Regions from separate parts of the Nothobranchius furzeri genome. Here region 2 is linked to region 1. Evidence: chromatin contacts called from public Micro-C data. All regions are on one chromosome and are shown on one strand. The core of a region is the stretch at or near the end of the contact, and the rest is flanking DNA. Distances in the headings are between cores, read along the strand shown. Region 1 holds the start of utp11 (UTP11 small subunit processome component). Region 2 has its middle 54 kb from the start of fhl3a.

What was found. A called contact is a pair of places that touch in the nucleus more often than the background predicts.
Region 2: a contact with region 1 is called in a Micro-C map of tail fin, with 16 times the contacts expected there. The contact joins the enhancer-like site here to the promoter of utp11 in region 1. A contact is called at or near these places in 2 of 2 Hi-C or Micro-C datasets (skeletal muscle and tail fin).

The regions. Positions count from the first base shown.
Region 1 is chr5:70,507,282-70,512,671 of NfurGRZ-RIMD1, reverse strand. utp11 (UTP11 small subunit processome component) reads left to right here and starts at 3,334. Exons shown (of 8, transcript XM_015950060.3): 1 at 3,334-3,535; 2 at 3,712-3,773; 3 at 3,865-3,967; 4 at 4,055-4,168; 5 at 5,331-5,390. The coding sequence starts at 3,476.
Region 2 is chr5:70,572,405-70,578,196 of NfurGRZ-RIMD1, reverse strand. No RefSeq gene overlaps it. Among protein-coding and RNA genes, the nearest start is that of fhl3a, 54 kb to the right of the region's middle. Within about 2 kb of position 2,661, at least 1 of the 3 cell types and tissues checked has an H3K27ac peak or open chromatin away from gene starts, as enhancers often do. A contact at or near this core is called in tail fin, where this site is marked.

The DNA.
Region 1 (5,390 bases), core at 2,085-4,584:
GTTAAATAGGAAGAGGGTAAAGGTCACAATTTGGTAAAATCTTAGTTTTACCGAGGGCGTCGGAAAGCATTGCTCTGGTACAGCGTACGTCATTAAAGCCGACAGTCACTGAAGACGAGCACGATGTAAAGGTGTAAAAGCAGTAGCGTTAACGGGTCTTTATTACACTCTGACCCAAAGTACAAAAAGGAGGGCCCCATCATTTTTGCCTTGCTATTTTGTAACTACAGCTTCCATTGTTGCTAATGTTGCTACCGCTAACTCTCATTGTAGACTCGTCACTAGTTTTTCACCACACTCCCTTGGTTTATTTTCATTGGTTGATTGCAGAAGCTGTAAATTTTCTGACCCTACTTGACTATGAGAGGCTGGATTTGGTTGTGAGTGCTCACACATTGGTGAAATTACATCTCCGCTTTTGACCCATCCCCATGGGGAGCGGTGAGCTGCAGCAAAGCTGAGCGTGAAGCGGGCAGGCATTGGGTCCCATTTTTAAGGTCTTTGGTACGACCCGACCAGGATTTGAACCCCGAGCTCACCGCCCCCAGAATGGACACTCCATCACTAGGCCACTGAGACGGTTATGAAGTAAACATTACAATTCAACTTATATATCAGTGCATTGAGGTCAATTAATTGTTCCAATTAGCCAAGGACACCCAGCCGACTGCATAGAGGTGCCAGAGACATTGCAATAATCGCTCATACTAAGCAAGCATGTAGCGACAGTGGAGGGGAAAACTCCCCAAAACAACAGCATTTTAGCACTATTAAGGGAAGCTGAAAGCCTTGGGATGAGACGTCATGGGCCTGGGATGAGATTATCATTGATGGACCCTCCCCCCAAAAAAATACAGTATTTTTACTTTTTACTTTACCCCCCCCCCCCCCCCAATTAGCGGGCCTGGATCTACGACAAGATGGTAATGAAAATAGAGAAAATAAACTTAAATGCAAGCTTTTTTCTAATCAGATCATAATGACTAGAAGTATAACAAAACACCCATCTACGTCGATTATTTGGTCATCAAGACAAAATGCAAAAATTAATAGAATCCCGTGGCGGGGCGAGCAGTGAGAATAAAAGGTAATGGAGAAAATCACTTGTAACATCGTTTCATATCGATCACTGGGTTCTAAATCAAAATCGCAAACATCAAATCCCAATCCACAATGTTGATATACTATTGTGTTTTGATTAATTTCATTATTTACCCTTTCTAATGTCTCAGTCAGTGGAGTGATGAGCTGCTGTAGCATTCAAAGCTCCAAGGTTTCCTAAAGCATCAAAATGTACAAACACTTAAAAGATTTAGGACTTTATTACTTTCCACATCAACCATCAGAAGAAGTTAAAGACAGAAGAGTTAAACAACCACACAAGAGGAACATTTGGTGTGTGCATTTTGGGACTGGGCTTGCCTGGCAGCTCGCTCGAGATGAAGACCAACCAAAGTTTGAGGAAACATACCAAAGTCCTTAGCTCAGCCCGAGAAAAGAAGACTTACAATATGTCAGCAGTGTTATTTTTACAGGGTCATATTAGCAAACCAAGTGGTTCTGCATCTGCTCCACAAGGGCATTCCTCCGCTGCTGACCCTGAACAAACCCACAAGCTCCAGAGCTGCCTTCTTGCATCAGCGTGTTACAAGCCTCTGATTTCCAAAGTAGTGCTTACCCCCGCTGTGGCTCACCAGGCATTTCACTTGCAACGATAAATACTCACACGCATTAAACAGAACGGAGCCCAGTGAGTCGGAGTGTGGACATGTGACATGTAAATACGGACCGTGTTTGCCTTTTCAAACACGTTTGTGGTTGAATGGACCTGACGGAAGGCTGAAACGCTCTCAGGACCCAGACTGATAAACCAGCCTGTGACATAATGTGGAAACACTGATCTCATTCAGATGGATCATCGCTCACAAAACATCAAGCATGCCAGGCACATCTTACACATACAAGACAGATTCTTTGAGGTTGGAAGCAGATAGAGGCTTTTAGTGGAACATCACTTTTGTCTCAAAGAGGTGGAGGTCTGGGTGAGATTAGCGGACTGCGCCGCTGTGGTTTTGCCTTTGTCTTTACTTGTACCGCAATATCATCTCAGGAAGTGGAAAGCGTTTTCTCCCAGGGTAAAGCGGTGACCCCCTGGTCATCTTTTGTGTTTCTGTACTTTCTTAGGAGACAAAAACAACATGTGTAGATATGCCTTCCTTTCATCTTAGAGTAATCCGAGTACTTGTGGGGTTTGTGATTCCTCGAGAATCTGTAGATTGTTTTCTGTTTGAGAGTTTGCACGATTGACCAAAAGTTCTTATGCTTTTTTTCAAGGTCTGTTGGTTTGAAAAGGCATCAAAACAGAGACACCACATGAGTTAAATGCATTAAAAAAAACCTGTAGAACCCAAAAAAATTTGCAACAGGACTTACGCATGGATTTAGAACTGAAATTGCGTAACTTTAAGAAAAACTTTAGGCCTAAACTAAAAATTTCCAATGTGATAAATGAATTGAAAACACAAAAAATCTTTGCTACAATTAAGGCACTAAACCCAGTAACACAAGGTAATATATGGGCTGCATGGTGGCGAAGTGGTTAGCACTGTTGCCTCGCAGCACGAAGGTTGCAGGTTAGAAACTCGGCTGCAGCCTTTCTGCGTGGAGTTGCGTGTTCTCCCCATGCATGTGTGGGTTTCCTCCGGGTACTCCGGTTTCCCCCACAGATCACAACATGCCCTATAGGTTATAAATTGTAAGTCGCTTTGGATAAAAGCATCTGCTAAATAAATAAACATAATATGAGGAAAGGCCAACCAGTCTGGGGATCATTTGCATTTCTCTGATACTTGTTCTATACACATTATTCAGAAGCCCCCCCATATTACTGTATGCACTCATTCTAAAACCAATGAGTGCTATTTAAAATGTTTTTTATTTATTTTTAAATACAAAGTTTTCTGTTGACTTTCAAAATAATTACCTAGTTTTATTTCATAAACTCCACGCAGAAAATTTTATTTTCTTAATAACATCAAACGTTAATCCTTTACGAAAGTACCTGATGCTTCTGTAATTTATGTGATTAACTTGATGCAAATCCAACTACAAACATATTTGAGCGACATTGCCCTCTAGTGGTTTTATGAGAAATCGCATTGCACTTACAAAATGTATTTAAATCACAGAAAATATTTATTTAAAAATTCGACTTCTTAAAGTAGTAGTATGGCGTTTATGTACAAACAATTTATTAGTTCAACTTTTTTACACATTTCATTTATTTAGACGTTGCGAATCTGCGACCCTGAAAAAGAAAATACGTTGTGACGTAGGCAGACACCCATGTGTTCTCATGGAAGCACCGGAAGCTAATTGCAGTTACAGTGAACTGTGTGTTTTATGTCAGAAAACCTTCACATTTACCTGAGTTGACTTGATTTTAGGGGAAATACATTTGAGGAGACGTTCAAACATGTCCTCGTTTAGGAAAGCGCTGAAGTCCCGACAGAGAAACCACCATGAAAGATCTCAGGTGAGCACTTTAGTGTTTTGCTAGTTAGCTGCTTTGCTAACAAGCAAACTGGCAACCTAATATTTAAGTTTAGACTTAAATTAATCACGACTGACTGTGTTTTTAATCATATTACACTTTAATTAGACATAATATTACATTTTAAAAAGCGTGTCAACTTTCGTGTTTTTTTCCAGCCTGGTTTCAGGAAAAATCTGGGATTGCTGGAGAAGAAGAAAGATTACAAACTCCGAGCAGAGTGAGTTGAACAGTTTTCTGTTTAAATTTCATTTCAAAGTGGTTTTGCCAACCGTGGCTTAATAAAGCTGACATAAACTCTGTTATAACAGTGACTATCACAAGAAACAAAACACCCTTGCAGCCCTGAGGAAAAAAGCTCTGGATAAAAACCCGGATGAGTTTTACTTCAAGATGATCAGCTCCAAACTGGAGGTAAAAAAATAATTTAAGGATCACTTTCATGTGAAGCCATTCTTTGAACGTGTCATTTGATCGACATTGTCTTTGGGATGTTGACAGGATGGAGTTCACATGATGAAGAAAGCCGAGGTGGAGGTGACGGAGGAGCAGAAGAAAGTGATGAGAACGCAGGATATCAAATATGTGGAGATGAAAAGAGTTGCAGAGGCGAAGGTGTGATGACAATGATTAACGTGTACTGTGCAGTCAATGGGGTTTACGCACAATCAGTGAAATAATTACTAGAACAGAATATTAATTTATCTTCCTAACTACCATTTATAGTTTCAATACTTCACAAAGTATTACATTGATTTTGTTTGATAAATCATTATTCAGAAATCGGTACTCTAAAACAAAACCTTTTGTGTAATAATCAGATCTACTTGTAGCTGAAAATCCAGCAAAGATGTACTAAAACATCATTTTTAACATTACTTTTCTAAAATCTTACACAAAATTGACATCTCTCTTAAACTGTCTCAATTAAATAAAGTCTTTAACATCATCGGTGTCAAAATGACTGAAGGTTTTTAGGTGTGAGAGGATATTTCTGATATCATTTGGTATTTTTGATGGACCCTCAACTTGTATGTTTAAGGTTTAGGACACTGAAAAAAATATTTTTATGATAATTTCTGATTATAATCCATCACTATGAGTTTACATGCAGGCCAAACTTGAAAATAGTCTCCTACACCTATCTCCTGCATTAGCTTCTGATAGAAAATAGATGGTGAAACTCTAGGATTTGATAAGCCTGCCAGAACCACGTCTAGCTGTCGCTTGGACTCACCCATACTAACTCGCTTTGGGGAAGGCTGTTGTTTTAGTGTCCAGAATCAGCAGGGAACGTCTCGACTAGTGGAAGCTAACCTTTTAACATTAGCAACTCCACCACACTGCAGAAGCTAGTTCGAGCTTGTGTTATTTGTGGAGATAAAACATCAACGTTGCAGAGCAAGGGTTAGTGGCACAGTCGCGTTGCTATTATCCAATCTGGGGCAAGATGTCAAAAAAATCAGGGAATAAGTCTCCAAATCCTGCCGTGCTAATTTCCTATTTGATGTGGCAGATTGTCTGTGCTGATGCAGGCCTTTCTGGGCTTTTTTTCCCTTGAGTACGGCTTGCAAGGCCCTCATTTCTACTAGAGACCACTGCAAATGTATTGTTTAAAACATTTCTCACACCTTTAAAGCAATAAGTTTCCACGACTCTACCTCCTAGTGGATTTACAACAGTTGTAATCGAGTCCTGCTGCTGCCTGCTGTAGTAACTAACTACAAATACTAACAAGAACAAACTAAACTCATAACCTGAATGTTTGTACTTTCAGAAAATTGAACGGATGAAAGGAGCGCTCCATCTTCTGGATGCTGAGAGCAAGCAAAAGAAC
Region 2 (5,792 bases), core at 1,412-3,911, 66 kb before region 1:
CATGTTTAGTGACAGAAAATGTGTTGTGCAGCTGAAGCTGCCTGCTCACACTGCAAATAAAAAAAGAGAGAATTTGATTCCTAAACTTAGTTTTATGACCTAATGAAAATAATAAAAAATTCAATGCATTTGTTTACTTAATGTATTCTAACAACATGTCCCAAGTTTGCAGAAAAGTTTAGGATGGCAGAATGCTTGAATTGCACTGTCCTCTTTTGGACTGAATCAGTACTGCACTAGAAAATATCATCTTAAAAATCCATTTTAGATCATATAAGGTGCTTTTTAGTGACTTACAACAAAACTTATTGGATGATCTATTAAACTTTCACTTTTATTGCAAAAACAAAGCAGCCCCAAAAAAGTGAATGTATATAAATATCATATTATCATAAAATAGGATGATTTTCATCAATGTGCATTAAATGAGTTTAATAACTAACGAAAGTGTCCTTTGAGTTAATTTTAGAATGTAAACATATGAATTATTCATTACATTAAAGGTGTGGTTGGCTGAAAAACCAGTTTTTACTGTATGTTTTGTCTGATTATAATCAGTCACACTTAGTGTTCATGAACTCAATTATCTTGACCCACAATGGGGAAGGTTGTTGTTTTAATGTTGGCAGACAGCAGAGAACATCTCAGCTAGTTTAAGCTAAACGTTAGCATTAGCAGCACCATCACATGGCAGAAACACCTCCTGGCTTGTGTCATTTGTGGAGATAAAACAGTTGCAAATCAGTGGTAGAGTTGTGCTGCTGTTATCTATTCCGGGGCAAGATGTCCAAATATCACGAAGTAAGACTCCAAAACCTGCCGTCTTAAGCGCTGCGATGTGGGAAACTTTTAGGTCAGCGGTGCACCAGTATATTTGACTTGCAAGGCATTCATTCAAATGTATTGATTAAATAAGTAATCCACTGAAAAGTAAGGAAAACAGGGTCAGAACTTTTTGGGTGAAATTACATTTCTTGCTTAAAATGAATATTTATTTAGAAATCTTTTTGTCATTTTGTCCTTTGCTTGTGATAAATAAAAAGTCCACAAGAGGGAACCATTTACAAAAAAATTTAAAATAAATCACAACATCATTTAAATAAATCAAGCCAGGAATGAGTTTGTATGAAGAAAACTTTACATACTTAAAAAAAACGACATATTTTTAAATGACCGGTTTAAGTTCTGATAATGACTAACACCCTGAAAACAACAACAAAGGTAGTGGAGGTACATTTTTAGAAAGGGTAAAGGGTTGATGGAAGTTACATTTAGGTGATAAGTTCTTTCCAGGTTTATCAAACAAAACTTTTTTTTTAACTTTAGCTAAAAGTAGCTTTAGTGACGCCGACATTTAACTTCATCTAGATCCGGCTCATTCATTCACTTGTGTCACTTAAAGATGTTAAAAATGGCCGAAATCATGTGCAATATTTATGAATTACATTTTTTGAAAACAAACATTTTAATCAAACAATCACAACTTTGAAATGGCTCCTGAACATCATTAACATTGTTTTTGTGTCTGTTTTTCCTGAGTAAATGAACTTTATTTGTTTTCTTATCTTAGAAAACAATCAGGTGATTATTTCATTGTAAACTGATGACTTTCTCTGGATTTCTACAGCAAAATTTGTTTGGCATTTGAATTCAAGCTAATCACACTCAGTCAATCGGTTCTTTAAACTTTTAGTTTGACAACCATCTCCTCTCTAAACAGTGACTCCAGTTGAGCCGCATGGCTGACAGCAGACATGATTGCTCAAGAAGAAGAGCGGGGCAACTAATGGAATATAAATGTGACACCAGTGGAAAAAAAAACACACCATCAGCAAATTTCCATTTTTATTCTTCACCCTTTTTTCACCTCTGCTTCTTTAATTCTCACAAATACCAGGAATTATTTCTTTTCATGACAAGCTTAACTTTACTGAAGCTGAACAGCAAATCAGCAGCTTCTTCATCTCCTGTCAGCAGTCTTCTTCAACATCCTCAGTGTTTAAGTCTCCTCTGTCACTGAAGCATCACTGAACTGTGACTGACGCACCAATGTTGTCTTTAAAGGTGCAGAAACTAGACAATCAGAAACCGTTCTTTTAGCCTCTATAGACCCCTTGACGTGTGATGTCACACGCTCAACATCTCGCCCCCAGGTTCTGGCTGGAGCGTTAGAAGATGGCTCATCCCCACTGACCACTGTTGTTTTTATCTGTCAGTTATGTAAGTGTAGCTAAATAAAAACTTAGCATGTTTAACACATGCAGCACTGTAGGCTGCACAGGTAGACGAAAGAAGGACAGTAGCAGTTTCCAGCTGATAAAATACACTGGAGGCAACAGCCATGAAGGGAGTTTGGTGGAGCCAAAGTCTCATGATCTGTCATAAAAAAGTTAAATATCTGCCTCACATGTCCAGACACGAACAAGTTATTGCCATCTAATGACTTGTATGCCTTTGTAACCAAGTTATGTGTTTTATGCAAGTATGCAAAATGTAATTGGAGCGACAAAGAAGGTATTTTTTATGTTTACTGATCTCATCAAGTATGACAAATGTATAAAAGTTATTTAGAAACGGTTTGTTCCTCCTGAGACCTGCCCAGCCCAGCGGTGGGCAATCCCCGGTACTCGAAGGCCGCTATCCAGCAGGTTCTACTTGTTTCTCTGCTTAAACACATTAACAGGCTTCTGCAGAGCCTGGTGAGCTGTCCTACAGGTGATTAATCCAGGAATCAGGTGTGTTGGAGCAAGTAAACAACTAAAACCTGCTGGAAAGCATCACTCGAGGGCCGGGATTGCCCACCCTGAGCTTGTCAGAATAAACTGAACATCTGTTCATCTTCATGGACGATCCTTCAGCATTAACCCACTCAATGCAGAAGAGATCCCACAGCAGCTTCATTGCATCAGTAGTGTAAAGTCCAGGTGTGTTAAAAGAATAATTGTAGATATCCCTGTGCTAGTGGCTAGTTCAGCTCATTAGCCATTTTAAACAAATTTGGAAGCTTTGCGCTAAACGCAGTTAGCTATGAGATGTAACTTTTTGATCATCCTCACAAAGATGTGGTATATGATCTAAAATGGAATCTAAATCCCTAAGTTTTATTTTGTTAGCCTGAATTGCGGAGGTACAAGGGGGTTACATGAAAGCAGTGCACAAAACTTTCACAATAAGTCACGCGCTGATTTCTAGTTGCTTAGCTGGTAAATAATAATAATAATAATAATAATAATAATAATAATAATAATAATAATAATAAAAAGTACCTCATTTCCTGTGAAATCTGCATAGCCATGATACGCAAAACATAAAATAAACCATATATTTTCGGATGCACGCTGCCATTCTTCTTGCTTGTTATATTGTGAAATACCAAAAACCACATGGTCTTGCAATTCTCCAGCCCTTTCGTGACCTAGCGGGACCAGCTGTGCGGAACGCTGCTGTTTCGCTTCTGAAACACTTCCGGTGGGACGCGATATGCTGCCAAGCTTGCGGGTAAAAATCATCTATTTATGTTGCGTGCCGTTTCTGCACCCAGGTAACCGTTAGCTTTCCTTTTCCATTTCGCACTCCAACGCGATATACCTTGTCGTCCTCCATCATGTACAAGTCAGGCAACATAATGTCTGTTTAAGCTGCTTTTGAATCGTGCTGCTTTGTTTTCAGACTTTGAAATGACTTCTTCCAGGAATTTGTGAGCAACAGAACAAGAAAATATTAGATCTCATAATCGTCGTCGTCTTCCTCCGCTTATCCGGGTCCGGGTCGCGGGGGCAGCGTCCCAAATAGGGAGCTCCAGACCGTCCTCTCCCCGGCCACCTCCACCAGCTCCTCCGGCAGGAACCCAAGGCGTTCCAGGACCAGATTGGAGATGTAACCTCTCCAGTGTGTCCTGGGTCGACCCGGGGGCCTCCTGCCGGCAGGACATGCCCGAAACACCTCCCCAGGGAGGCGTCCAGGAGACATCCTGACCAGATGCCCAAAACACCTCAACTGACTCCTTTCGATCCGGAGGAGCAGCGGTTCTACTCCGAGTCCCTCCTGAATGTCCGAGCTCCTCACCCTATCTCTAAGGCTGAGCCCGGCCACCCTATGGAGGAAACTCATTTCGGCCGCTTGTATCCGCAATCTCGTTCTTTCGATCATTACCCAAAGCTCATGACAATAGGTGAGGATTGGGACGTAGATCGACCGGTAAATCGAGAGCCTGGCTTTCTGGCTCAGCTCCCTCTTCACCACGACAGATCGGCTCAGCGTCCGCATCTCTGCAGACGCTGAACAAATCAGCCTGTCGATCTCCCGATCCCTGCTACCCTCACTCGTGAACAAGACCCCGAGATACTTAAACTCCTCCACTTGAGGTAGGACCTCTTTCCATACCCGGAGTTGGCAAGCCACCCTTTCCTGGTTGAGAACCATGGTCTCAGATTTGGAGGTGCTGATCCTCATCCCAGCCGCTTCACACTCGGCCACGAACCTACCCAGCAAGAGCTGAAGGTCAGAGCTGGATGAAGCTAGGAGGACCACATCATCCGCAAAAAGCAGAGACGAGATTCTCCTGCCACCAAACTCTACACACTCCACACCACGGAGTGTGTAGAGTGTGTAGAGTGTGTAGAGAATGGTGACAAAGGGCAGCCCTGGCAGAGTCCAACCCTCACCGGGAACAGGTCCGACTTACTACCGGTTATGCGGACCAAACTCACGCTCCTCTGGTAAAGGGGATGAATGGCCCTTAACAGAAAGCCACCCACTCCATACTCCTGGAGCGTCTCCCACAGGGTGCCCCTGGGGACACGGTCATAAGCCTTCTCCAAATCCACAAAACACATGTGGATTGGTTGGGCAAACTCCCATGCCCCCTCCATCACCCTTACAAGGGTATAGAGCTGGTCCACAGTTCCACGGCCAGGACCAAAACCACATTGCTCCTCCTCAATCTGCAATTCAACAATCGATCGGACCTTCCTCTCCAGTACCTTTGAGTAGATCTTTCCAGGGAGGCTGAGGAGTGTGATCCCCCTATAATTGGAACACACCCTCAGGTCACCCTTCTTAAAGATGGGGACCACCACCCCGGTCTGCCACTCCACAGGAACTGCCCCCGATGACCACACAACGTTGCAGAGACGTGTCAACCACGACAGCCCTACAACATCCATAGCCTTGAGATACCCAGGACGAATCTCATCCGCCCCCGGGGCTCCGCCGCTGTGTAGTTGTTTGACTACCTCAGCAGCTTCTGCCCCCAAGATTGGACAGTCCATCCCCAGGTCTCCCGGCTCTGGTTCCTCCTCGGAATGAGTTTAGGTGGGATTGAGTAGCTCCTCAAACTATTCCTTCCACCGTCCGACTTTAGCCCCAGTTGACGTTAGCAGCTCCCCATCCCCACTGTAAACAGTGTGAGTGAGTTGCTGCCTTCCTTTCCTGAGGCGCCGGACAGTTTGCCAGAACCTCTTTGGAGCCGATCGATAGTCTTTCTCCATGGCCTCACCAAACTCCTCCCATGCCCGAGATTTTGCCTCAGCAACTGCCACTGCTGTACCCCGCTTGGCTATCCGGTACCTGTCTGCTGCCGCCGGAGACCCACAGACCAGCCACGCCCTGTAGGCATCCTTCTTCAGCCTGACGGCTCCCCGAACCTCTGGTCTCCACCAGCAGGTACGGGGGTTGCAACCACGACTGGCACCAGCCACCTTGCGACCACAGCTAGCAACAGCCGCCTCAACAATCGTAGAGTGGAACAAGGCCCACTCGGAGTCAATGTCCCCCACTGCTCTCGGGATGCG